Linked DNA regions of Gossypium hirsutum: regions 1, 2 and 3 are each linked to region 4. The links are chromatin contacts, called in public Hi-C maps. All regions are on one chromosome and are shown on one strand. Each heading gives the region's core, a stretch centred on a gene start, on an enhancer-like site or on the middle of the called end of the contact. The rest is flanking DNA. Distances are from core to core; before and after follow the strand shown. Region 1 holds the start of LOC107931703 (F-box/LRR-repeat protein 13). Region 2 has its middle 18 kb from the start of LOC121204635. Region 3 holds the start of LOC121204635 (NADH dehydrogenase [ubiquinone] 1 beta subcomplex subunit 8, mitochondrial). Region 4 holds the start of LOC121203531 (L-lactate dehydrogenase B).

What was found. Hi-C and Micro-C count contacts between places; a contact is called where the count stands out from the background.
Region 1: a Hi-C map of leaf shows a contact between it and region 4, with 2.1 times the contacts expected there. The contact joins the promoter of LOC107931703 here to the promoter of LOC121203531 in region 4. A contact is called at or near these places in 2 of 34 Hi-C or Micro-C datasets (leaf and petal).
Region 2: a contact with region 4 is called in a Hi-C map of leaf, with 2.2 times the contacts expected there. The contact joins the enhancer-like site here to the promoter of LOC121203531 in region 4. A contact is called at or near these places in 2 of 34 Hi-C or Micro-C datasets (both in leaf).
Region 3: a Hi-C map of leaf shows a contact between it and region 4, with 4 times the contacts expected there. The contact joins the promoter of LOC121204635 here to the promoter of LOC121203531 in region 4. A contact is called at or near these places in 6 of 34 Hi-C or Micro-C datasets (callus, leaf and petal).

Annotation. Positions count from the first base shown.
Region 1 is chrA08:115,695,591-115,702,177 of Gossypium_hirsutum_v2.1, forward strand. LOC107931703 (F-box/LRR-repeat protein 13) reads right to left here and starts at 1,859. Exons shown (of 4, transcript XM_016863639.2): 1 at 653-1,859; 2 at 389-547; 3 at 1-302. The coding sequence starts at 1,642.
Region 2 is chrA08:115,281,075-115,288,190 of Gossypium_hirsutum_v2.1, forward strand. No RefSeq gene overlaps it. Among protein-coding and RNA genes, the nearest start is that of LOC121204635, 18 kb to the right of the region's middle. Within about 2 kb of position 1,412, at least 4 of the 9 cell types and tissues checked have an H3K27ac peak or open chromatin away from gene starts, as enhancers often do. A contact at or near this core is called in leaf, where this site is marked.
Region 3 is chrA08:115,299,257-115,306,328 of Gossypium_hirsutum_v2.1, forward strand. LOC121204635 (NADH dehydrogenase [ubiquinone] 1 beta subcomplex subunit 8, mitochondrial) reads right to left here and starts at 3,445. Exons shown (of 4, transcript XM_041074864.1): 1 at 3,058-3,445; 2 at 2,870-2,956; 3 at 2,649-2,744; 4 at 986-1,256. The coding sequence starts at 3,195. The coding sequence ends at 1,200.
Region 4 is chrA08:115,468,389-115,475,545 of Gossypium_hirsutum_v2.1, forward strand. LOC121203531 (L-lactate dehydrogenase B) reads right to left here and starts at 4,583. Exons shown (of 5, transcript XM_041074865.1): 1 at 4,367-4,583; 2 at 3,919-4,091; 3 at 3,738-3,800; 4 at 1,494-3,655; 5 at 185-753. The coding sequence starts at 2,102. The coding sequence ends at 310.

The DNA.
Region 1 (6,587 bases), core at 609-3,108, 220 kb after region 4:
AGTTGTTGAGGGTAGCCAGATTTAGTAATATCTTGTAACACATTGTCATGCATCACACTCAGATCACCCAGCCGCCAAAACAGCCATAGTTTTCGAAGATTCACAGCCTTCTCCAACAGCAACCTCACCAACAGCATTTCACCATCAAATCCTGAAAAGCATCTCACCTCAGCTATTTCCAGCTTTTCCAGATTTCCAACTTCGTACGGATTACGTTGTGAACTCTCGCCCTCCTCATATTCATCTGCCACGTGACCTTCGCTTATACATTGGCAGAACACAGCCCCACTTTCCTCCCGAAACTGTTCATTCATTTCACTAACCCGTAATTATAAGAAAAGCATCATTAATTTCAATTAAGTTTTAAAAGTATTGGTCCAGAACTTACATCTACTGCAATTTCTATGAGAGAGGGGCAATCCCCTAAGAAGGCAACCAGGTTGTAAACCGCATTTGGAGATTTTAGTGGACCATACCAAAAAACATGCGTGAGATTTTGGAATGTTTGGAATGGGATGCCTCTTGTGTAGTACTCTTTTGCGACGAACTTATTTATACCAAAGCAATATATATATATATCAGAAACAACTATATATCCAAGAATATGCAAGATTAAAACAATGTATGAAAAATAAGACGAAACAAAAGGTACCTCCACAACCGCAAAATTTAGAATCATAGTGTTCACATGCCTGATTTGATCGATCAATTCTCTAACGTGGACAGTATATGCCTCATTCATTGGTTCCTCCCTCCCTTGCAAGAGTAAAATTTGTAATACCGGACAGTTGTTCAAATAAAATTTGGTCAAGTCACCTGAGTAAACCAGGTTTCCGACAAGTGGAGCATCAACACGTAATGACCTGAACTCCCCATCATCACTATCTTCAAGACACCTAAAACTAATCAGCCTAAGATTTGGACCACTGATGTTAACATTCTTAAGCCCCTCACACATATTAATGACCAATTCCTCAAGAGGGACGCATTTACGAAGGAACAAATCCACAGTCGCATCTGCAAGTTTGCAGTGGGTGAGAACAAGAAGCTTAAGAGAAGAAAAGACTGACGCAGCAATAGGTTGACCAGGACGAGGTGGTTTAAAGTCAACAAAGCTTAAAACAAGGTGCTCCAGTATTTTACTTCGATTGGAGAAAAGAGAATCTGGCAACTGAAAGAATCTCCTTGCTAAAGAAACTGACATGAGGCCTATCGTCAGTTGACGGACGTTCTTGGAGAGTGCAAAATTGACCCATCTTTGTACATCAGGGTTAGAACGCTCGCTAACGTGGCCAACAGTGGTGAATTTTATGATCTGAGGAGATAGGAGGAGGTCTAAGCAGCGAGTAATTGGAGAATAGTCGGCTTGGTTATCGGAGAAGGGTAAACTGTGGAAATCTACGCCTTGGGTGTGCTTCCAGAGATTACTCCACCTTTTACTTAAGATGCTGGTTCGGACAACCGAGTCCATGGGCATCTTGGATAGAATGCGGGAAAGCACTGTATTAGGTAATGCACTGAGTCGGTCTCGTCTACGACTTGTTCCGGCGTTCCAATCTGAAACCTGATCCTTGGTCATTTCCAACCATTCCAGCCTTCTGTTCACAAGACGACGAAGACTAGAATCCATGACAACTTCCATCTTTGATCAACAAAATCCAACGACTACAAACTGGAAACAAAGAAAGCAAGAAGATTGTTTAATCAAGTATAAAATGGGAATCCACTCTTTCTAAAAGAAAACAAGAACAAGAATGAAAGAAAAAATAAACATGGAAAGACACTTCGGTTTTTTCTGTTTTTGGTCGATCATTTTTTCCCCTTTAATTAACTGATTAATAGCAGTTTCAGTTGACACCAGTAAATTTTATTTCCAGTTGTATAAAATCGACTTAATATACCCATAACTTAAGGTAGGAAATTGTCATTCATTAAAGAGCGAGCACGGAGCAAAGCAATCCAATGTACTGGGCTGGATTCAGTTTCCACCCAAATGGATTTAATATAAGTGAGAAACAGGGCCCAACACAATAGGCATACTGATTGTGCGGTCAATGATTTTATCAGGGAGATAGACATGGACCACTCTAATGTAACCAAAATACATTGATATGGAACTGTTGGGGAAAATAATTAGAAAGGAATATGTGAGACAAAGCAAAACACCTGATATGTAGTAGCAAACCAGAGTTCTTAAACTGGGTTGAGATCAACAGGGACGATAAAGAGATTATTGATGAGCTAGTTACCATGGAACTAAATAGAATTAGAAGCGATTGTCAAAGGCGGAGTGGGGGTTGATGAGACTCCTTTCATGAAATGTTTTTGGTGTTGGATCAAGACCAAAACAAATGGCTATTAGAAAATCGTTATAGGATACTAAATCGGATATGAAGTTGATAAAGAAGTCAAAGGTTGATGAGGTTAAATCTGGTGTTTGATTTTTTTTATTTTTTATTTTGTAGGAACTTAGAAAACAGATCAAGAAATCACAGCAAAGTCTTGAGCTAGAAGCTACTGTAACTTGCTGAACAAACAAGGAAATCGACTTAAATTGTAACAAGAACAGATTACTCAATAAGAACCAAAACAAGAAGAGAATTCTGGTGAATGATTCATCATCTCATTTCTGAAACAAAGCATTACATATATCAAGTAATCAACTTGTCAAAAAGATGAAAATATTGCCTAAACACACCTAACTCCACTAACAAAGTCTTGAAACGTACAAAACTTTGCTTACACACTTGGTTAAGATGATTTATCAAATCTATCAGCACCAAATTGCATCAAATCCCTTACATACTTAGTTCTAGTGTAACTAAGTAGCAAAAACATCAACTAAAAAGTAACAAAACAGCAACATATTCTTCAGCTGCAACTTGCATGGCTCGAACTGCTATGGTCTGCATGAAAGCCATCTTTTAACATTCCTTCTTGGCTTCCATGCTGCAAACTCCTAATCTAGCTCTCAAATTCTCGAACCTTGGTACACCAAGAGGTTTTATGAATATATCAGCTAACTGATCTTCAAAACTGCAATGAACCAATTTGATTTCTTGAGATTATTCCACTTCTTTAACAAAATGAAACTTGATCTTAAAATATTTTGTTTTGCGATGAAATACTGGATTCTTTGCAATTGCAACAGCAGATTGATTATCACTTCTGATCTCTATTGCTTCTCTTTGATGTAAGTTCATATCTGCCATTAGCTTTCTTAACCAAATTTCTTGATTAACAGCTGATGCAGCTGCAACATATTTAGCTTCAGCTGTTAATTGAGCAACAATGGATTGTTTCTTTGAACTCCAACAAAAAACAGCTAATCCAAGGGTAAACAGATACCCTGAAGTGCTTTTCATATCATCAGTTGATCCTGCCCAATCACTATTAGTAAAACCAACAAGCTTTATTGTGTCAACCTTGGTGAACATAATTCCAAAGCTCAGAGTTCCTTTGATGTACCTGAGAACTCTCTTTGCAGCTTGAAAATGGTTCACATTGCAATAGTGCATGAACCTGGATAGGAGACTGACTACAAACATTATGTCTGGTCTTGTGGCTGTTAAGTAGAACAAACATCCCACTAAGCTCCTATAGGTAGATTTATTAACCTTATCAAAACCACCTTAGCTAGATAGCTTTCCTTCAACAACAACTGGAGTAATGGTTGCTTTGCAATTTTGCATGAAAAATCTGTTTAAAATTTTTAAGGCAAATGCCTTTTGGCTTATGAAAATCCCTTGCTGAGTCTAAAATAACTCCATCCCAAGGAAATAGGACATTTCACCCAAATTAGACATTTCAAGCATACTCATCATTTTGTCTTTGAAATCTATCAGCATAGCATCATTTGATCCCAAGTACTTCAGCAAAAACTTCTCGGTTATTTGATCCCAAGTAGTGATAGAACCTCGTGGTAGGGAGTTCAACCATTGCTTAGTCTTATTTCTCAACAAAAAGAGGAATAACCGTAGGCGAATGGCATCATCAGAAACGCCATTTATCTTGAAAGTGTCGAGAATTCTAAGAAATTAGTCAAATGAGTAGTTGGGTCTTCGTCCCGCAAACCATCAAACTTAACAAACTGTTGAATCATTTAAATAGCATTAGGTTTCAGTTCAAAATTATTTGCAGCAACAGCAGGTCTAACAATACTCGATTCAACCCCAGTTAAATTGGGCTTGGCATAATCGTACATAGTACGAGGAGTAGGATTCGGATTTACAGGATTTACAACAACCACAAGAGGTAACTGATTATTATGATTTTCTGCCATCTCCTTAGTATTAATAATAATATCCTATTGCTCTTCTATTGTACTTTGTTGACTTTGCCTTGCTTCTCTACGGTTTCTGTGAGCTGTACTTTCGATCTCACAGTCGAATGCTAGAGGTCCTGACCGGTTTCTTCTACTCATAAACTAAAGGAACATGCCAGAAGCAAATAAAAGAAAAGTTAGTAAATTAACAGTAAAACAAAAAATAAAATAAAAATAAAAATGGCTAAAGTAATAAAAATTAAGTGTTCCTAATATTTTAGTCCCCGGCAACAGTGCCAAAAATTTGATGATCGTTTTATGGTTCACTAAGCTAGACTACGATCACGACAGAGGCAAGTACACCTATCGAATGGTAGTATAGCTATGGTGAGTCCAGAATATTGTATCCACAAGGACTAAAAGTACTAGTATTAACTATCTTTCTATTGTTTAGCCTAAAATAAGAGGGATTTGTTTTAATCTAAAATTAACTAAACTAATTAACTAATGAACGTGACAGAGAATGAAGGAAATAATCAAATAAACTAATAATAAGGACAATACCCAATGAAGAATCCTCCTAGACTTCACTTATTATTCTGACTTTGAATTAAACGAGTTAGTCACTTGTCTTGATCCGTAGAAATCCATAAATTATGTTAATATCTCTTTCGAGACTAAGAACAACTGACTCTAGGTTGATTAATTGAAATCTCTTTCTAATTAAAACTCCTATTGTCACATTAACTCGATTTATGGATTCCCCTATTGGATTTGACTCTAATCCGACAGATTTATGTCATCCTATCTCTAGGATTGCATGCAACTCCGCTTAATTATGCTAGATCTACTCTTAAACAGGGAGTTTTGCTCCACTGAATAAGCACATCAAACTTGGATTAATATCCTGAAAATATTAAGGCAAGAATTAAGAACAAAAACAAGTATTTATCGTGTAATTCAGATAATTAAATAATAAAATACATCGTAGGTTTCATCCTCCCTAGGTATTTAGGGAGTTTAGTTCATAATGTAATAAGAAAACATCTCAAAAATAGTAAAACAACAAAACATAAAAAAACCCAAAAACTTCGAGAGAAATTGGAGGGAGATCTTCAGTCTTGAAAGAGATCCTGCTTCCGAGCTGAATCTGTTCTTCAAGTAATTCCTGTGTTCTACTCTGCGTCTCCCTTTAGGGCTTCTTCTAGTATGTATTTATAGACTTTTGAATGCTCAAAAACCCTAAAAATTGGCTTTTTTCTGCGTGTTTGGGAAACGGGGAGTGATATCGACACGGGCTGGCACATGGGCATGTGGCCTACCCGTGTGGATCACATGGACGTGTGGCCTACCCGTGTGGGTCCTGAAAACTCTGATTTTGGCCAATTTTTCGCTCTTTTTGCTCCCAAATGCTCTCCTAAGTATAGAAATATGAATTTAAGGGATTAGGAGCATCAAATTCACTAATTTACATCATTAGCCATCCATAAATGCATTAAGAATGGGATTAAAATATGTTACATTTATGGTTTATCAAATATCCCCACACTTTAGCATTTGCTTGTCCTCAAGCAAAATCCTCAACTCACAATTAAAATTAATTCTTCTCAACTTATAATTCTTATCAATAATGTTTCGAAATAATTCACAAATAATCATGCATTGAAAATTCAACTAAAAGAGCCCTAAAGATTCAAACAATTCAAGTCACACATTTTTTTAAGACATGAAAACATATGTATCTCCCATTATCTAAATAGTTACCTTTAATTCAAAATCAACAAGATTTTACATCGTCACTAAAGATTCACTCAAATCACTCAAAGTGTTTAAGGCTCAAAAATTAAGCACTCAAAAGTCAATTATGAAAAGTCATTACCATAGGCTTGCATGAAAATCAAATCTCCACCACTATAAATGAGATGATACACAAATCAAAAGGTCTTTAAAGGGCTGTAACAGAGCTTGGGTTAAAGATGTGGATAAAGGCTAAAAAAGAAGGTTAGAATCGAGATCGAATTGATAAATTACTTAACTAGAAAAATAACCTAGCACTAAATAATTACATCAATCGAATTTATTAAAGACAATCATGAGCTTCTTCCCAGAACATGAAATTAACTACTTAAGCTCAAAACAAAAAAACTAATAATAATCAACATATATGTATTATTTTTTCCCCTTTTTTTCACTTTTTTTTGAATGAATGAATAATAAGAGAAATTATACACCAAAATAAAAGAACATAGTTAGGCAATTAACCAAATCAAATCTCGACAAAAAGGGAGTCAATAGAATAGGAAAAATTCTCAGTGAATCAAAA
Region 2 (7,116 bases), core at 162-2,661, 190 kb before region 4:
GGAATTCGAATTGAATCAAATCGAATATATTTGTTCGAGTTAAGTTTTAAAAAAATGACTCTAGCGTTATTTATTTTTATGTAATTTTTCAAAAAACAATTTTCTTTAAAGTTTTTAAACATGATCATACAACAAAAAATTAAAGTAAATAAGTGAATAAATACAAGCAACACAATATCAACCCAAATAAACAACATTAGTCTAAAAAAAACAAAAAAATACAACAAGATTATAATAAAAAAACATAAGTAAAAGTCAAAGTAAATAGCATGAGTCGAAGTAAACAACAATATTATAATAAAAAAAACATAAGCAAAAGTTCAAAATACAATAGAAACTTACACTACTCCAAAAAAAAAACAACACAACAAAAGTTTAATGGAAATGAGGGTTTGAATAGAGAGTTTAATTTTAGGGTTTCATAAAAAAAACAAAGTCTAGAGAGAATAAGAAAAATAATTGGAATTGGCTGGCATGGGGGTTTGAATTGCTTTGGGGGAGGAATAGGCCAATTGGGTTTTGGCAAAACAATTTCTAGACAAACGGGTTTGGGGTTGGGGTGGAAAAAAAATGGGGTAAAATAAAATATTTGGGCCTAGGGTAATTGGGTTTGGGTTTATTAATTAGTAAAAGTTTAAAATTTAAAAAAATTAAAAATATTGTTTATATTCAGTTTATTCGAGTTATTCGAATTTGAGAATTCAATTCGACTCGAACTCGAAATTTAAAAAAATTCAAGTTGATTTGATTAATTCGATTAACTCGATTCGAATAATTCGAAATTCGATTTTTTTTATATTTTTTCGAATCGAATCGAATTTTGCTCACCCATATTCACAAGTAACTTTAAAAATTGTCATGTGTCTCTTTTTTGTTAATATTTATTTTTTTAATATTTTGCTATACATCTATATGACATTTGTTAATCCCCTAACCTTGCTTCTATTGTCAAAGTTTATGGGAAAATATTTAATATACTAACAATATGCTCTCTTTTTTCTATAAGTAGTAGAGTCTAAAAACTTCACAAATAATATATTAAACCCCATATAAAATAAAAGATGATGTTATTATGGAATTATCTATAAAGCTTCTTATGGGCATGAAGTTTATAATATTCACAAAATAACTAAAATTAGGAACTGTAACCTTTGTATATTTCTAAAATGAAATTATTGAATGAGAATAAAGAAAGAAAAAGAATGGAATACGTGGTAGCGTAGCATTGCTGATTTTTATTTTGCAAACTGTTGACCACAATCAGATATCCTGGTATGGGACATGTAAGTGGGTTTACCACAAGACGTCGCTATCATTCTTAAAATTTTCATGTCGTTTATTCCTTGGATTACTAGAGTAAAGTAAAGATGTGATTGATAGACGACACAGTGGCCGTGGTCCATGGAGCATTACAACCAATGAAGCACAGTGTTGTGCCCGTGACTAGCAATTTGTTGAGGAAGCTGATGTACGCCTTCTCACATGGTAAGGGAAAAGAAACCTCATTTTTTCTTCACGGTCATCACTGCACAAAAAAGGCAAAGATTCCTTGGCCTTTCTTACTGTTCGATTTCTTCAGTGGGAAGATTACTGTTTGATTTCCCACCAGCAAAATTCTCCTGAGAATTAAAACAACTTCTTCATTCTTGGATTTGTGACTAATATGATAAGAAATATATCTGGTTTGGGTTTCAACTCTTCCTTCGGTTTACAGCTTTGAGGTACTTTTAAGGTAATTTAAAATTTTATATAACATTTCATTTCAAATATTACTTTTAACCCCTAATCTTAACTTCGCAATAGTGTTATTTCATAATATAGGACTAATCTCAATCAAGTAATTTTATATTCTCGTGATAATGTGAGTTTCTGACATTTTATTCATTTTACTTCAACCGAAATAAATAAATAATAGTTAAATTAATTAAATTAATTCGATTCTTTATATATTTTTAGAGTAAGCTACAAAAATAATCACTTAATTATTGGTGTGTTCTTGTTTTGGTCATTTAAGTTTAAATTTTTTTTATTTTAATCACTAACATTATCAAAATATAATATTTTAGCCACTCCTTTATTAAATAAGGATAGCCTCTTTTTAATGGAATAATAACAAAATTTTAACCTTTTAATGCTTATAAATTCTATTAATTTAGTTCTAATTCTAAAAAAAATGAATAAATTTAACCCTTCATTTTACATTTTCATTTTACATAGTATGATAATTTAATCTTCCTTCTATTCAAAATTCAAAATTAAAAAATGACTAAAAATAACATCATGCTCACTAACTTAATAACTTGAAACATGACTAACTACCACTAAATATATCCATGACTAACAAATAAACTACCCATTAAATTAGCCATGACAAAAAACATAAGAATCAATGGTTTAACTTATTTCCTAAAATATTAACACTTATTGAACTTGACACCATAGTTAATGGCCCCTTTAACATATCTAACCACCTTTTTTTGCAGCCTTTAGGTGTAATTTGCTTGCACAATGCATGAAATGAGACAAAATGCTTGCAACATAAAAATTGTTAGGCCTTGTTAATGTGAGATACATCAAGCAACCAACCTTACTTTTGCAGTGTCATTCATCCAATTTCTCAACTCTATCATCTTGGCTAAGCTTCTCGTTGGGATTCATAGGAGTACCCATGATCTTGCATTCTTCTATATGGAACTTCTTTAAAAAATTCTTTAGCATACTTCCTTTGACAAATGAAAAAATCTTCTTGGTTTTGCTTGATCTCCATTATAAAAAAAAAAAGAAAGAAAAAAAAGTCATCAATTTGAGTTCAGTCATCACAGAAACAATCATAATATCTTGCTTAAATTTAGTAATGAGACTTGCTTCTTGTAATTAAGAGATCATTCACATAAAATGAAATAATGATAATGTTAGAGTCATAGTGTTTAACATAAAAAGTAAATTCAAAAAGGCTTTTACTAAAGCTTAAACTGATCAAATGCTCATCAATCCTACTATACCAAGCTCTCGATGCTTGCTTTAAACCATGAAAAGCCCTTTTTTTTAGAAAATAAACTTTATCTTCCTATGCTTTTACTACAAACCTTTCAAGTTGTTCAACATAAATCTCTTCCTGACGAAGTCTATTGGAAAATGCTAACTTGACATCCATATTATACACCTTCCAACTCTTTTAGGCCGCAATACCAAGTAGCAAATTGATTCTAACTAGTCTAGCCAGTAGTGCAAACGTGTTTGAGTAGCCTACACCAAAAATATGAGCATAGATTTTGACCATGAGCCTGGCTTTGTGCTTATTGAGAGAGCCATCAACATTCTAACTTGGTTCTGAACACCCATTTTTCCCTAATCACTTTCCTGTATAGTGGTTTACCAACCACCTCCCAAGTCATTTTTTTTAAATCATAGACATTTCTCTTACATTGTGGTTATCCATTTTAATCCTTTTGCTCCTCATACCCTGTAGGTTCGCATACAACAACATTGCACCATTGATAAATATCATAAAGAAACCTAGTACATCTAACATTAGGTTTATCCAACCTAGTACATCTAACATAAGGTTTATCAACTATCTCATCAGAATTTTTCTAAGTAATGGTATTTTGGACGCCATTTGGATCTTTTCAACTTTATTTTTTATTTTCTATAAAATCCATATCTCGACTTATCATAAAGTTTCTTGTTTTAGGCTAAAAAACCTTGTAAGCGTCGGAACTCTACTATAACCCATAAAAGTGCTTATGGTAGCCTTTTTTTTATCTAATTTGACTCGCTTAACCTAAAGCTACTAGGTAAAGCTGTTGAAGTTGGCCTGCATGTAGCACATGAAGTAGCTAATGAGCAGACCATGTAGCTCAAGTCATGTGGATGAAGTTGAAGATTGAGCTGCTTTAATATTTCCAAATGAAGTGCATGCAAGCATGCTACAACATGTATGCTTGATGTAATTTCAAGTTTTTTCTTAGTTCAGTTGATGTCATTTAATTTAGTTTGTTTTGAACTTGGTTGGTAATGTATTTAATGTAATTAGGTAGTGTTTGAGCTGATAAATCAGCTTTGTTAAAGTGTACAAGTTTCATTTTTCAGGTTTCAATGTATTTAGTGATAGTAGGTGATGATTAGGTGATGACCAGCTCATGAACTGGTATATGTAATGGCTCAATGCCTTTATTTTTTTTTTCAGTCTATGAAATCATTGAATTTCAAAAATACTCTCTTTTCTTTGTGTTTCATATTTGCTCTCCAAACCCGATTTTGTTTATTTTATTTAGCAAACATAAAGCATTGCTGCTTAAGCTTCTGTTAACCTTCATTCATCTTTGTCAAAAACCCAACAATTGGTATCTAGAGCTAAATTCTTAGTGGACCTGTTATATTTCAATTTTTAAAACCATGTTTTCCTCAGGTTTCTCACCAGCTGCACCACTTGTCTTCAATGGAGAAGGCTACCACATTTAGATAGTAAAAATAAAGACCTACTTACAGACATTTGACCAATGGGAGGTTGTCAACTCAGATGTTGAACCAGTACCTCTTAGAGCCAATCCAATAGTGGATGAGATCAGGCAGCATGCAAATGGAAGAACCAAAAGGCATAAAGCTATGTCTTGTATTCAAAACAGTGTGTCAGATGTGATCTTCACAAGGATCATGGCTTGTGAGTCACCAAAACAGGCTTGGGATAAGTTAAAAGAGGAGTTCCAATGGACTGAAAGAACAAGGCAACAACGGCTACTAAATTTGAGAATAGTTTTGAAAACTTAAAGATGAAGGAGGAAGAAACAGTAAAGCAATACTTAGACAGAATTATGGTTGTAATGAACAGCATCAAACTACTTAGAGAACAATTTAATGAAGCAAGAATTGTAGAGAAGGTGATCTCAACCTTGCCTGAAAGGTATAAGGAAAAGATATCATCCCTTGAAGACTCAAGGGACCTGACCAATATCTCATTGATAGAGCTAATCAATGCTCTTTATGCTCAAGAGCAAAGGAGAGCCAGCAAACTGGAGTAGCATCAAGAAGGTGCCTTCCAAGCCAGGAACAAACCTATCTCGATCTCCTCTCACTACAAAGGAAAGAAGACCTGGTCAAACAAACCTAGAGCAGAAGGTGCAAGAAGATATCTGCCCTACCTACACTGTAGAAGTCTAAGTCATCCAGGTGAAGTTTGTTGGTTTAAGCCTGATGTGCAGTGCAAATTCTGCAAAAAGATAGGCCATGCTGAGAAAGTCTGTAGAAACAAAAGCAATCTCAACAACCAAGAGTTGAAGCTCAAGTAGCAGAAGAAGGCAGTAATCAAGAAAAGTAAGTCTTTGCAGTCTCTTGCTCATCTGCCAAAAGAAAAGCTGCTAATGGATAGCTAATTGATAGTGGTTGCACAAACCACATAACTCCTGATGCTACTATCTTCAAGTCAATTGACAGAAGCTTCAAAACTAAAGTGAAAATTGGAAATTGACACTTCATCAAAGCAGAAGGCAAAGGAGATGTGCTGATAGACACTCTTATAGGTACCAAACTTGTTTCAAATGTCCTATTGGTGCTTGAAATTGATAGAAACCTACTCAGTATAGCTCAGTTGCTAGAGAAGGTTATTCAGTGGTGTTTAAAGGTAAGGAATGCCAGATTAGTGATCCAAGTGGATTCAAACTCATGTTAGTGACCATGGCTAAAAAAAGCTTTGTTGTTGATCGGAACAAAGACTTAGATAGTGTCTACACAGCTATTTCAGATGGATCTAAGTTATGGCACAAAAGGCTTGTGCAACAGCCCGATCTAGGGCCTAGTCAAAACAGTGGTCTCGGGACCACAAATTTGAAGTTTGGAAAATTATTTTTATTATTATTATGAGGTTATAGTATGATTATATTAGTTCATGAAAAAATTGGTGAGTTAATTTTAATGTTTATGAGCCCGATTGCGAAAAAGGACTAAATCGCATTAAAAGAAAAAGTTGCATTTTAGTACCCAAATGTGTTAAATAGCTAGAGAATTAAAATTGGGGGTATTTAAAGGGAAATTAGACCCTTTTTAGAGTGCTTGGCTGGCCATAGAGTCAAAGAAGAGTTTTTGAAGGTTTGAAATTTCAGAAACTTATCACCTCAATAAGTAAGTGATTTCCATGTCCTTTGTTGATAATTTTTGCATTTTTGAGAACCTTGAAGCATGAGCTTTCAAATGAGGGGTCTATTTTGCAAAATAATTAAGAGTTTAAGGTTTTTACATGAATGGATTTGTGATGATTACTGAATTTTTATGGAAGAATATGAGTCTTAGAAGAGTTCTAATCAACTTTTGTGAAAGGTGTTAGCATGAAAACACCTAAAGGGACTATTTTGCATAAGTTGCAAAATAAGTGATAAGTGTGTGAAATAGTAAGAATTTGGGGTTGCTATAAGAGTAAAAAGGGTTCGGTTAGGCCTAAGATAAGATAAAATTCAATAAAAAATTAAGTTTCAAGTATAAGGGTAAAATGGTCATTTTGCCAAGGTCTAGGGGCAAAATGGTCATTTTACCAAAGACATGAATTTTAGATTGCTTAATTTTGTTTAGTGACTAAATGGGTACATTTTGCTATTATATATCAAGACTTACCAAATTCAAACCTAGATCGGGGGAAAGCCAAGCAAATCGACTAAACCGACTAGTCAAGTACTTTTTGTAATCCGAGGTAAGTTGTATGTAAATGGTACAATACATTGCTACTATAGGTGTTTGAAAGGTATTCGAATTGATATAGCATGAATTGCTTGATTGCGAATTGAGAATGCTTAATGATAATTGGGATAGTAGAAATTATGTTGGAAACCTAGGAAATAAACCGGATATTCATGCCGTGACATTTGGGTCACTTGTGTGTGCTAGTGTAAGATATGTCTTGGACATGCATCAACCACATTATGAGAGCCAAAGTAAGACCATGTCCGGGACATGGCATCGGCGTAGATACAAGTGCTAGTGTAAGACATGTTTGGGACATGCATCGGCCTCGATGATGATAGCCAGTGTATGATATGTCTGGGACATGGCATCGGCCTTGACGATGATAGTCAGTGTAAGACCATGTCTGGGACATGGCATCGGCAACTCACCCCATGTTTAAGGCTT
Region 3 (7,072 bases), core at 2,195-4,694, 170 kb before region 4:
GTATTCCTAGAAGCACTTAGTTGGCTTCTTTTCAATGTTCTGTAAGGAAAAATAATATAGAGCCATGTCCAATAAGTGCTTATATCTTGGAAGATATGCAATAATATATTTTCATCTTTAGCGTATGCAACCATATTACAACAATACATAGTGAGTAGGCTATTGGGCACTTCATCCTCTCACTTTCCAAACTCCAGGATGACATAATATGCCAAAAAAAAAAACTTTTTAACAAGCTAGACACGAAATTTATAGCTAGTCACTAATCAGTTTAAGACTAAGTATGGTTAATATGGTTAATTATCTATGACTCTACTATTTTAGAATTGACCTAAGAAAAATCTATAAAAAAAAAATCCTAACAGAATAAACTCGATCTACTTACCAAATCTAAGTTCGGGATTACAATAATGCGATTAGCACCCTTGCTATTTGCCGGTTGATTGCAAAATTGTATGTCCTATCAACACTTGAATTTGTGTGAAATTGTGTCTAATTTCCAGGCAAGTTCAGTTTCACAGAGCTCCAATTTCAACGCCCTACTCTCTTTTTTGTTTGCCACACTTCCTTACTTGTCTATTTAACCTTGTTAACCACCGTTTAGTCTATAGGATATAGCCTTTGCTTAGGGTTATTCTTTTTCTTCTTTTTTTTTTCTTTTTTTTTTTGGGGGGTGGGGGTCAAATTATGCTATTCGACCCTATACTTTGACCCAAATCTTAGAAACAGAGAACCCAACGTTGCACTGCTTACCTATTTATAAACAGTTATAGGTTACATAACTTTATTGAGACTTGTCAAGGTTGGAACTTTACTCAACTGCCTACAAGCTCTACTCAAACAAATTGTAAGTACAGCTTTAAGTAATTGTTTATCATTCATTCTTTAACATGGAATGGACAAACTGTTCTACACCACAATCTACTTTTTGTAACATTATAGCCATATGGCATCATCTAATTACTGCAAAATTTGGCACCAACCCTTTGAAAATAAAAGGAGGCAACGCATCTTTTAATAAGATTTTATGAACCAAAACACATTGGGTTATTTGTTCAAATTTCAAAATGTTAGTTTCAGCAACAAGCCCACAGAATCCATTATTTAATTGTTTTTAAGTTCCAAAAGTAAACCAATAAAGAACAGAGGACACAAGTGAAACGAACAATAGATGTATAGAACTTTGCATATGGATCTACCTACGGTTCTCCACCAAGCTCCACTCGCAGGTTGTAATATGGATATACTTTTGGTGCCTGCTTAACAGTAGGGAAAAGATATCAATCAGCATGAGAAATATCAAACAACGTATACCAGCAAGTAACATAACATTAAGACTGTAACAAACTAAACTCTTGCAAGCAACAAAAATTTACACCAAATTAATGACACGTAGGTTACTTCTCTCTAGCTACTTTTTGGGCTGCTAATGACACACAACATGAAATGTTGATGGATGTACCATTGAAGAAAGGAATTAAAAGCCATACAAAATAAAAAGGATAAGGAATCTTCTAAAATAGACATCACTAAACCCAAAGCAAGCAGAAGACTTCCACTTACCTAGCAGAAACATCATTGTTTAAATAGCACAAGTAAACAGTGGTTTCCATTGATTTACCATAAAATATCTAATGTGAACTCTCAAGAACTTCAATTATACCTTTCAAAAACAAAATAACTTTAATTATCTATGCAATTGACATGGCAGTGCTAGCATATTGTCAAAAGTAATACCCTAAAAAGGCTTCTTGCGAAGCCCAAAATATATTGTCAAAGTTGCTAACTGAGCATGAGACGGATTTCAAACTCCAGCAGGCAGAACAATGAGACAGAAGGCCAAACTAGCCAGTAGCCCCCAATGGAAGGGATTTCCTCAACAATTCAACACATCTAACAGGGGAAATGCATTTCTGAAAATATTTCTAAGTTCATCAGAGAATCAAGCAAGGGAAAACCAAAGACAAGGGCTTTCTATCATGAACCTTTGCAAAATTCATCCTCTCAACCATAATCATTGTTGAGAAAACAGGCTAGAGTCCTCTAGCATGAAATATCTTCCATCCTAAAGCAGGTAGTTCACATATCCCCCTATTCTGGGATAATGACTCACTCGAGCTTGAAGTTCAAAATTTCTCAGCTTAAAACATGAGTGACATTATGGTACCTTTTGATTCGGTCACTATCCTACATTCCTATTTTCCCAATTTCAAACATATCCAAAACACCACTAAGCTACAAATATTAATATTACATGAACACGTTAAAAAAACTATAAGGTAGCATTTGGGGTCTCGGGTTTCAAACTTTGGATTTGAATTTCGAGAATAGTGCAAATTGAGTGATAATACACATACAAATATATTACTCATGATTGTTTCTCAAATCCCTGGATTTGTTGGATGCCTAGTAGTGAATTTGAAATTCCCAAGGAATTTAACAAATTCATGCTTTTTATACTTTCCAAAAACGCATTATATTGAAATTCATCTAATTTATTCATAATATATACAATTCATTCTCACAATTTATATAGCAAATGAAATCCAAATCCAAGAGTTTCAATTTCATATTCCCAAATGCAGCATAAAGAAAATTGAATTGAACTAAGGCAAAGTCAACTAATCAAGTCAGAGATTTGAACTCACGAATGGAATCTTGGAGGCCTTATCATTCCACCAAGCCAAAAATCCCAACGATGCAAAGAAGCTCAAGCCTCCACACATCCAAGCTAATGCCTCATACTACTCCCAGAAAAATGAAACATAGGAACAAGAACAGAGAAAAAAAAGAGAGTAATTTCTTCAAATAATCCAAAATCCCACTACCATAAAACACAAATGAACATTTAAATAGAGAACTTACTTACCTTTCCGACGGTATCAGCGATTCGATCAATACAAGGTTCTGGAAATGCAGTTCCATTGTCCCAAATTAGCTCGTCATTTACAGGAAGCTGAAAGGTTCCAGCAGGAGTAAAATTGTAGGGTTTTGGGTTAGTCTTTTTAATGATTTTCACTGAATAGATCTGAAGAATTATGAAGTGATTGAGCTTACGGGCTTGTCGGGAACGATATGTTTGCCGACAGGGAGACCCATACCGGAACGGAGTCGAAAAGAAGAGGCGACGGAGCGCGATACGACGCCAGTTCCGCCCATTATACGTGACGCTACGTTGCTCAATCTTCCTGCCATTTCTTTTCTCCTCGGAACTTTCTGCAGAACCAAACTCTGGTTTCTGTATTAATATTTAGCTATGACTAATTCCAATGGGCCATTTGCCCACGATAGGGATAGATAAATGATATTCAAACGATAAACAAAACGTAATAGATTCGAAGCCGAAGCCCATCAATATGGACCTATGGAAACCTTTTTAGTGTCAAAATTGTGATATTTTAATATATTCTACTTGTTCAAATATCAGGTTTTAGGTTTGATTTTCACATTACATAAACTGTTCTGTTTCTAAATATATTCTAGTCGTCCAAATTTATTTTGATTCAAACCCAAATATATTCTAGATATTTGGAGCTGTGAGTCTATTTGTACTCATAATTTTTTAAGTACATATTACAAATTGAGGGGAAAACACGACAATAGATTTTAAACTTTAGTCTTTTGACGGTGAACAAAGGACTTAATCACTATTCGTTAACGCTTTAAAAATTTTAAATATATTTTTTTCAAAAATTTAGTTTAAGATAAATATTTAACTTGACTTTGAAATTAAGCCTCTTTCGTCCCAAGGTCCTCCAACACTTAACCTCGACCTTAGATCTTGCAAGCTTCTATTATCACCCAAAGTTTCCCTTTATCTTGAAACCACATACAAATGTATTTAAATTCCTTCAACCCTGAGGGGTTTAAAGAGTCCATAACCTCTTTAAGGTCCTCATATAAACCTTAGATCTTGCAAGCTTCTATTATCACCCAAAGTTTCCCTTTATCTTGAAACCACATACAAATGTATTTAAATTCCTTCAACCCTGAGGGGTTTAAAGAGTCCATAACCTCTTTAAGGTCCTCATATAATCCATCGGTGCCTAAGACGTCAATCCCTTAAAGTTTTTATATCTCTTCATTTTTATTAACCTCGTAGTTATAGCTCCCTAAGAGGAGTTTGAGGAGTTCATGTGGCACATCCATGATTGTCCCTTGCATTTCATAGACTCGTCATCATAAGATACCCCAAGTAGCAACGATCTTTTCCTCCAAAAAGTTTGAATTCCCCACTCAGGCTCCCTTTATGATCACCTTGGTACTTGACACACTGGTTCTTAAGACCTTCGTAATCTTTCCCCCAATTTACTCAAAGGTTTCAATCCTCAAAAACCAATAGGAGTCTAAGGAGCATACAAGCCACCTATAGAGTCCCATCGATACAAGAAAAGATGTGAGTGTAGGGGTATGATGAGCAAATGCTTATATATTTTAAGTCTTAATTCCCTCACATTTGCATTGTTCTTAATTAATTTTTAGTTAGTTTTGTATAAATAGGTCCATTTTTCCATTAGCTATTGAAAAAAATTAGTTTTAAGTTATTCTTAATGTTTTTGTGTTCTTGAGTTACAAAGCTTTTCCAAAGTCTTCTTGTAGACATTGGATTGAGTTCAAGAGAAAAAAAAGCATATTCGAAAGAGGTGGAAAAAGGAAAAAGCTGGAAAATGCAAAAAGTCTGAATCTATTTGCAAATAATTCACTTTACATAAACACAAAAAGTAAGAATATATTCTACTTTTCGTCAGTACTCGAGTTTCAAATTTGTGATATTTATTAAATTAATTAAGCTTTTGGTCTTTTCCGCTCTAGCTTGAGATCTTGCCTTAGAAAAGCCTTGTAAATGGTAGAAGCATGTTGGATTCCTTAGGTTGCCTTAAACTTTTGATTACGTTTTCTTAGGTTAGAAAGTATAGAAAGTTTGGAGAGTTTGGTTTAGTAGTTTTTATTTGTTTTTAGTTTTGTAATAATTTGTTTTTACTTTAAACTTTTAATTTTCTTGTAAATTACAATAACTCTTTTGGAGATTCTTTATTATTAAGTTGTCTTAATTTGACGTAATTCTTTGGTTGTGATACCTCATTTTAATATCTTTTATGTTGTTTTCCAATTTAAAATGAGCAAAATTATTTATGCGGATGGGAAATCCTTATGTTAGTGGCTTAGTAATTGAAATAGGATTAAAACTTAAGAATAAGACAACAATTTAATTCTATAATTTGTGCTCATGTATTAATTCTAGTTGACTACTATGTTGATATAATTCCTAAAGAGACAGTGAGGTTGTGAGAACTCCTCTACTCTACTTTAGTGATCTAATAAGAAATTACCCAAAAATATTTTTAGGAAAAACAACCAACTGGGGACCATATTGCATTGTTGGAAAAATTGGTTATTGTGCAACAAAACTTGAACTTTTTTTAAAAAAACTGGATCTTTAGTTGTGATATCTGTTGGAATATTTTCAAATATTTATAGTATCCCAATAACTATAAATGAATGGGTGTAATTAATCAAAAGATAAAACTTTTGGTCATTGGTCAAAAGTTATATCATTTGATTTTTTAAAAAAAGAATTATAACTATTCAAAAAAATATTATTTGAATAGTTACAAAATTAAATGAATAATTATTATTATTTATTTATTCATAAAGACACCTATTGAAAGATGTCTCTATGAAGAGACATGAAAATTCCTATAAATAGGAATGGGATTTCATTTGGAAATCATATCAACAAATTCTAATATTATTTCTTCTCTTCCTTCATTTTCTAATATTATTAGATTATTCTATAAAGTATTGCTGCAGAAATCCTTTGTAGAAATTGAGTTTTTGTTATACATTACTCAGTGCATAGTGGACTATTCTCGTCAGTGCAAAACGCAAATAGTCATTGGCTTCATTGTATCCTCGAGGTTAATTTGCTTGGAACTCGTTTGTACACTGAAGATAAGTGGGGGCGAATATAACCTTAAAGATAGTGGCTTGATACACGCCTTGGAGCCTGTCCTATTTCTTCTTTTTCTTTTCGAGTTCCGATCGTGTGTTCGAGTTTTTTCCTTACCGGAGTTTTGTACTAACTATTTTAAGGTTATATTTCATGATGACTACCACAACACATGAAAGTGGAACACTAAGGGAGTTGGCTTCCAACTTTGTTAAACTTGATCGTTTTGATGGTGGCAATTTTCGATGATGGCAGAAAAAGATGCACTTTTTGTTATCAACTTTGAAGATTGCTTATGTTTTGGATACTCCAAGACCTGAAGAGAATGAAAATGAATCTGTTGCTGCAACCCGAGAAAGACAAAAATGGGTCTGTTGAACTACAATTCACTTCTGGAAAGGTTTTAACCTTAAATGATGTATATTATGTACCAGAAGTTAGGAAAAATTTAGTGTCTGGAAGTCTGTTGAATAAGTTTGGTTTCAAACTTGTTTTTGAGGCAGATAAGTTTATTTTGTCTAAGGGAGGAATTTTTGTGGGAAAAGGGTATATGTATGAAAGCATGTTCAAACTTAATATTATTAATAAGAATAAAAATACTATTTCTGCTTATATGGTTGAATCATTTTGTTTGTGGCATTATAGATTAGGTCATTTGAATTATAGAAAATTGAATGACATGTATAAATTAGATTTAATTCCTGTTTTTAATAATAATATTGAAAAATGCAATACCTGTATGTTGACTAAAATTACAAGAAATTCTTTCCCTAAGGTTAAAAGGAAAACAAAATTGCTTGATTTGATACATAGTGATTTATGTGACTTGCATAATACTCCTACATTAGGTGGAAAGAAATATTTTGTTACTTTTATTGATGATTGTTCTAGATATTGTTATGTATATTTATTGCATTCAAAAGATGAAGCGCTTGATAAATTTAAAGTTTATAAATCTGAAGTTGAACTTCAGTGTGAATCATTTATCAAGTGCTTAAGATCGGATAGAGGTGGAGAATACTATAATCCAAGTTATTTTGAACTCACTGGAATTGTCCATCAAGTTTCAGCCCCTTACACACCACAACAAAATGGTGTAGCTGAAAGGAAAAATAGAGTCTT
Region 4 (7,157 bases), core at 3,333-5,832:
ATCAAACTTCTTATTCTAAAATTAAAATTTAATTCATTAAGAATTATTTATTTTTAAGTACATTTTAATTAATGAAGATTAAAATTAAATAGAAGGAAAAGTACATTTTTTATTTAATACATGTGATTCAATTTGATTGATTGATGAGATGAATCAATAGCTAAGTACTAATAAGAGGTAGCAATTTGTTGAATGATTTTCCAATCTAAGTATCTGCAGGTCCAACAAAACTTAAATACCAAGTATAAAACCTAAAATACACATTAAAGAAAAAGAACCTTTCAAATATTGGTAGGCAACGGTAGTTTCTTACAATCCCAACTGACTTTGAACTTCAAGAATGGTCTCAGCCGATTTCCTAAGCCTTTGCACCTCCTCATCAGTCAAATGGATATTGGTGACGCCCAAGACCCCACCTCTACCGAGCTGTGCTGGCAAGCTCAAGAAAACTTCACCACCGTCGATACCGTAAAACCCCTTGGCAAGGACTGAGACTGGGTGGATTTTCCGCTGATCTCTAAGTAGACTTCTAGCCAAGTTAGCCACTGAGTAGCCAATTGCCCAAGAAGTGTACCCTTTGAGACTAATCACCTCATACGCACTCTCAACAACAGCTTTGTGAATGTTCTCAAGGGTCTGCTTTTCGTAGGCAATTTGCTGGTTCTTTAGGAAGCTTAACACCGGCACTTCACCAATACTAATGCTAGACCAGAGTGCTACCGAGCTGTCTCCATGCTCACCAACTATGAAGGCCTGCAAATATTTTTACAAGCATTGTTAAATTGCTACTTTACTACCTGCTTTCTAAACGGTAAATACTTCAGCAAACTTGTTGAATAGACCTTCCCCACACAGAATTCAAAACTAATTTTAGCTTTTAACCTTATATGATATTTGAGAACTGAGAGTAAGTTCCCTTGTGCAAATGCAACCCAAGTGAAGGATTTGCCAAAGGCATTTCATTGTGTCGTTAGCCCCTGCTATATGTTTCTTTTAGCAATTCAACTGCCCATAAATCGGATGATATTACACACGCTCAAATTCATGAGACATTAACCAATAAGATGCAAAAAGACAAAACTAAATTCTGAAACAAGCTACCTTTCAACCCATGAGACATTAAAACTTTTAAAATCTGGATATAAATAAACTACACACAAGCAAAATAACTAATTATGTACAAATTTACTAACTTATAATGATAATGAAATTTTCAATGAAAACTTAAACCCACCAAACATACATGAACATTACATACACCATATTTTAAGTCAATAAGCATAGTTCTACTATCGAATAATTCCACCAAATTTTTTAAAATTTCAATTGAATCAATTAACTGAATATTTCCACCATCTTCCAAGAGCATATTTCAACTAAAATCACACATTTAATTTTAATGTCAATTTATTACTATGTGGTCCCATTATCTAACGTTATATAACAAATAAGTAACTATTCAGTTGCAATAAAATATTAATATATGATCTGACCTGCACATCCTGAGCGTTGACGTCCAAATGATCGGCGATCAAGAACCGAAACCTCGACGAATCCAAGTTTGTTCCCGAACCGATGACCCGATTCGATGGAAATCCCGACAGTTTCCAAGACACGTAAGTTAGCACATCCACCGGATTCGAAACAATCAATAGAATCGAATCCGGCGAGTACTTTGCCAGTGGAGGAATAATATTCGAAAACAGAGCAACGTTCCTCTGCAGCAGATTCAGCCTAGACTCGCCAGGGTTTTGACGGGCGCCAGCAGTGACAATACACAGATCAGATCCAGCGGTGACGGAGTAATCAACGGACGCGTTGATTTTAGTGCGTGGGAGGAACGCCGCGGCGTGTTGGAGATCGAGCATTTCGCCGCGGAGCTTGTCAGACTTGGCGTCGACGAGGGCGAGTTCATCGGCTAAGTCCTGGGTGAGGATAGTTTGGGCGATAGCCATACCGACGTTCCCAACTCCGATGACGGAGATCTTGGTATGGCGCTTGGTGGAGGAAGGTGGATCGGTGTTTAGGATGGGCTTGAAGAAGGCTTGAGCCAGGTCTAGACCACCTGGACCCAAGGAAGAAGCTGAAGGACTCTTTTGCATTATAACTATAGAAAAAACAATCAAAGACTAGTGAAGTGAAGTGAAGTGTTGAGTTGAATTAGTTTGACTTGGTTATGGAGCTCGTTGTATGTCTTGTTTGGAGATTATGGAAAAGGGAAATAAGGGTTGAGTGCACAGTGCAGGAGGAGGAGGATATTATGGGGTTTTCAGTTATTCTCGATGCCCATAATTTTCGAAAAATATTTTCCACATTTGGCCGTGTTAATTTTATGAAAAACATCTTGACGGATTGAAAATAACTCATACAGAAAATAAGTTATTTTGAAGAGCGCAAATTATTTTTAGTAAATAATTTATTTATGTGTGATTTTGGCTTTATATAAAAATTAAATTTATTCTAGATCTATTATTTGCAGACGATTGTATTTTACTTGGGGAGACTACAGAAAGAGGTGCTCATTATTTGAAGCAGATTTTGCACGAATATGATATTTGTTTTGGTCAATGTGTTAATTATAATAAGTCTACAGTATTTTTAAGTATCAATACGCTGGAGGAGGAAAAAACAACAATTTCCAACGTACTTGGGGTGCATAACTCAAATGATCCAGAACGGTACCTTGGCTCCCCAGTATGGTGGGAAGAAGAAAGAAATTGTCTTTTCAAGTCTTAAAGGATAGATTTAAGCAATAAATCGTTAACTGGAGTATAAGGCATCTCTTTCAAGGAGGGAAAGAGGTATTCATAAAGGCTATCCTTCAATCCATTCCAACTTACACTATGGGTTGTTTCTTACTCCATAAATCTTTATATGCTGATTTGAAGAGTATAATTGCTAAATTCTAGTGGCAAAAAAGTCGAGGTAGAAATGATATTCATTGGTGTGCTTGGAAGGATCTATATTCATTAAAAGAAGATGGTGGCCTAGGTTTCCAAAATCTTGACAAATTTAATATTGCGTTATTAGCTAAGCAGGGTTGACGCCTTATTAATTTTCTCAATTCTTTGTTAGCTCGAGTTTTGAAAGCAAAATATTATCCAAACTCGAATTTTTTTAATGCTCAATTAGGGAATTTACCTTCACTTACCTGAAAGAACGTTTGGGCAGCAAAAAGACTCCTGGAGAAAGGCCTATGTTGGAGGGTTGATATGGGGGATCGAATTTCTGTTTGGGATGATCTATGGATTTCGGGAGATGAAGCAAACAGATTACAGATATAATTGTTAATACCTTTAATGCGGATATTGTAAAGAAAATTATGTGGATCCCTTTGGCGGAGACAATACACGATGAATTCCAAGTGTGGAGAAGAGAACCGTCTGGCGATTTCTCAGTTAGAAGCCCCTATAAACTATTACAGGAGACTAATTCGGATCCTAGTAATAATATATATAGGCTGAGACTAAAGATTTTTACAGAAAAGTATGGAATTTATACATCCCTTCGAAAGTTACAATAATAGTATGGAGAATCTCCTGAAATTATATTCCTACTCTAGCTAATCTCAAGCATAAAAAAGTGGTTGTGGAAGCTCATTGTCCTCGGTGTCGTCACTATGGGAAAGACAGTAACCATATATTTCGGCAGTGTCCTACAACAATGGTGGTATGGATGTACTTAAACCTTTTCTGGGTACTTAATAATGTCATTCAAAGCATGTGGGAGTGGCTTACCTAGGTTTTTAGTCCGGGGACTAGCGAACAGTGTCGTCTTTTCTGTTGCGGACTTTTGTTAATCTGGACATATAGAAATTGGTTAATCTATGAAAGGAAAAGTACGATGGGTAGGTACATTTCAAAAAAAATTTTATAGTTATATTTCTGAGTTGGACGGCATAGAAAAGAAGAAACTCACCTTAAAAGTATATAGAAGCCATAAATATGTCGATAGGAGAACAAGTGTGGCAATTTACTTTGACGTAGCCTTCGACCAACAATCTTGCAGATTTGCTTCGGGAATGGTAGTACGAGATGTGGGGGGTGAGATCTTGGCATCAAAGACGGTTCTCCACTTCAATGTAGCATCTCCTTTTGCAGCGGAGGCATATGCAGGATTACAAGCCATGCGATTAGGAATTTCTATGGGTTTTAGTATTTTGGAAATAGTGGGAGATTCAAGAACTGTAATAAAGAAATGCCAAATTATAGATTTCGACAGATCGGTTATTGGAACACTTATCAGAGATATTCACAGCAAAAAGGTCCATTTTCAAGAGATTGAGTTTCATTTTATCCCTAAAATAGAGAATACATACGCCCATATTCTTGCGAAAAAGACACTAAAAAAGGGTGAAGGCCATTACTTGCTGGATGATGTTCCAGGTTATGTTCGTCGCGCACTGGAGAAAAGTTGGCCAAGGCTACCAGACTGAAAAAGGAAAGTAGGCCTTCGTTGGAAATAGGTAGCAGAAGACTAAAAGATTTTTTGAAACCTACTATCATCAAAAGCTGGGACGGTGATATGAAAGGACACTGACTTATAGTGTCTAGCTGTTGATTTCGATTGGTATAGGATAGGATTAGGTTTCCTTTTTTTGTTTCATTCATTTTAAATTTCATGGGCCAATTCTGTGCAGATTTGGGTCCTGCTGCTTTGTTCATGTTTTAATTGGCTTTCTTTACTGGACTTAAGTCTAGTGCTATTGAAACTATTTGTTTTATTAAGGTTTAAGATTTTATAAAAGTCCAGTCGAGTTTTCAAAAAAAAAAATTTACTCAAGTTTAATATTATTATATTAAAAATAAATTTTTATTTTTTAAAAAAATTAAAATTAAATAAAATATTAATACAAATTGTTAAAATTTTTAATATTACTAAACATAAATATTTAATTATTTATAGATAATCATATAATAAATTATTATTGATATTAATAATTTATTATTTAATATTTCAATTTTATTTAATAATAAATTTTTTAAATAATATTTTTGAAAATATTCAATATTAATATTTTAATAATAAATATTTATTACATTTATAAATATATTAATAATAAATATTTTGTAGTATAAAGGTTAAACTATCATAAGTCTATGTAATCTTCACAAATTAGGAATTTTGTCCCTATAATTTTATTTTCAAAAATTTAACCCCTCTACTTTTCAGATTTAAAAGTCAAGTCAAATTGTTAATATTGTTATTTTTTTTGTCAATTTTGTTGATGTCACTAATTTTAAATAAAAAATACTTAGTATTCATGTAACTAAAAAAATGATGTTATAATGGATATGAATTTAACAAAATATTTTTAATAATACTAACAACTGAACCTAAATTTTGATATCTAAAAAGTGAGATTAACCCAAAAATAAAAGTACATTAACTAAAATTTAAATTTATGAAGAGTTCAAGGACTTATAACATATTTTAACCTAGTATAAAAATATGAATATTTTAATTAAATAAATTTGAGTATTTATTTAAATAATGCTTAGCTTCATTTATCCCTTATAACTTTAATGTGATAATATGTACTCTTATATATGTAATATATGTATTTAAATTAAGTTTTAATTAAGCATTATTTATTATTAAGTTGACATATAACATTGTTTATTACAAAATATTTTCTTATTATAAAAGAAATTTCGATTGGTAAAAGGAAATTGCACTATAATATTTTATAACAAATATATTTACCTCGTGTTTTTTACAAAGAATAATGTAAAATATTAATTTATAGGTATAAAATAAACTCAATTAAATAATAATAAGAAGAAGAAAATCTCAAATATATGTTTGTTTCATTACACACACATCAATTCACGACACATCAAACCATCTTCAGTAGGGACAACTTGCCTTTCGCAACCCACATAGCATAGAATTTTTATAACTCAAAGGAAACAAAAAGGAACTCACTAGAAACTTCAAGACAAAATATACTCTACTGGTCTTTTACCTCGATTGCTCGGGCATTTACTAACTTTTTGAACTAAATAAGAAACAATAACAATTATCAGACCATTTATCTACTAAAATTTGATCATGCATGCATTGATGTAAGGACGTAAATACCCTTGACATCAATCTTATAGTTTTCCAGAAATACCAATAAGTTAGTACTTATAAGTGACGTTTTGACAAGCTTCTGGAAACCTTTTTCGTTTCTTCTAGCGAAGATAACTTAAAAAGAAATTTTTAAAGGATGTAGGAAAACACAGAGAAAAAACAAAGGTGAAACATGCCGGTTATAAACACCCTTTTATAGCACAGACAACGAAACATAAGCTTAGTAAGAAGGTAAAAAATCTCATTATCACCCTTGAAATCTAAGACTAAACTTGCATAACAAGATATGAAGTCTAATCTTTTACCAAATGCAACTACTACCACTAATCAGAGTGGTAAAATATTTTTTGCACACTTAAACAACCAACTAAACAAGTCATTCGGCTACCTAAACATATCAAGTTGACATCTACAGTATCCAAGATCAAATCCAACTAACACTTAACTAAACTCTAATGATATTCACCAAACTGTTTTTTCCACATAAAACAATTCTATCGCTCTGCGAACTAACAAGTTCGCCCAAAACATTTGGGGTTGGCGGATCGTGTTCACAAAAGAGTTTACGACCAAACCTTAGAGTTTGTCAGATGGAAATTTTAATAAGGGATTCCTCACAAAAAGGAACATCACCACACACCACCCGAACATATATTAGACCTGTCACTAGATTAATCCTCTTCTACCCTTGGCTTATTCAACTATACGCCAATTAGTATATATACGGTTTACCCCACATGGACTGTTACACATCCAAACACCAGAAAATATCATTTTTTCCAGAAAAGTAAATCATTTTCCAGAAATAATTTTTCATATGTCATTTCCAATGAAACAAACAAAGATGAAACAAAACAGAGCCTAAATGTCACTCGGTTCCAACTCTAAAGTTAGCAAAAGCGTATTCCTTTAAAAAAGCAACAAATATTATATTTTGAAGATATTTATGTTTTTATAATTTTTATAAATTTTAAAAAATAAATACAAATAATAAAAATTATAATATTTAAATTCAATTCTAAATAACCGTTAAATATGTTAGGCTAAATTTTGCTCTCAACCTCGTATTATGTGTAAAA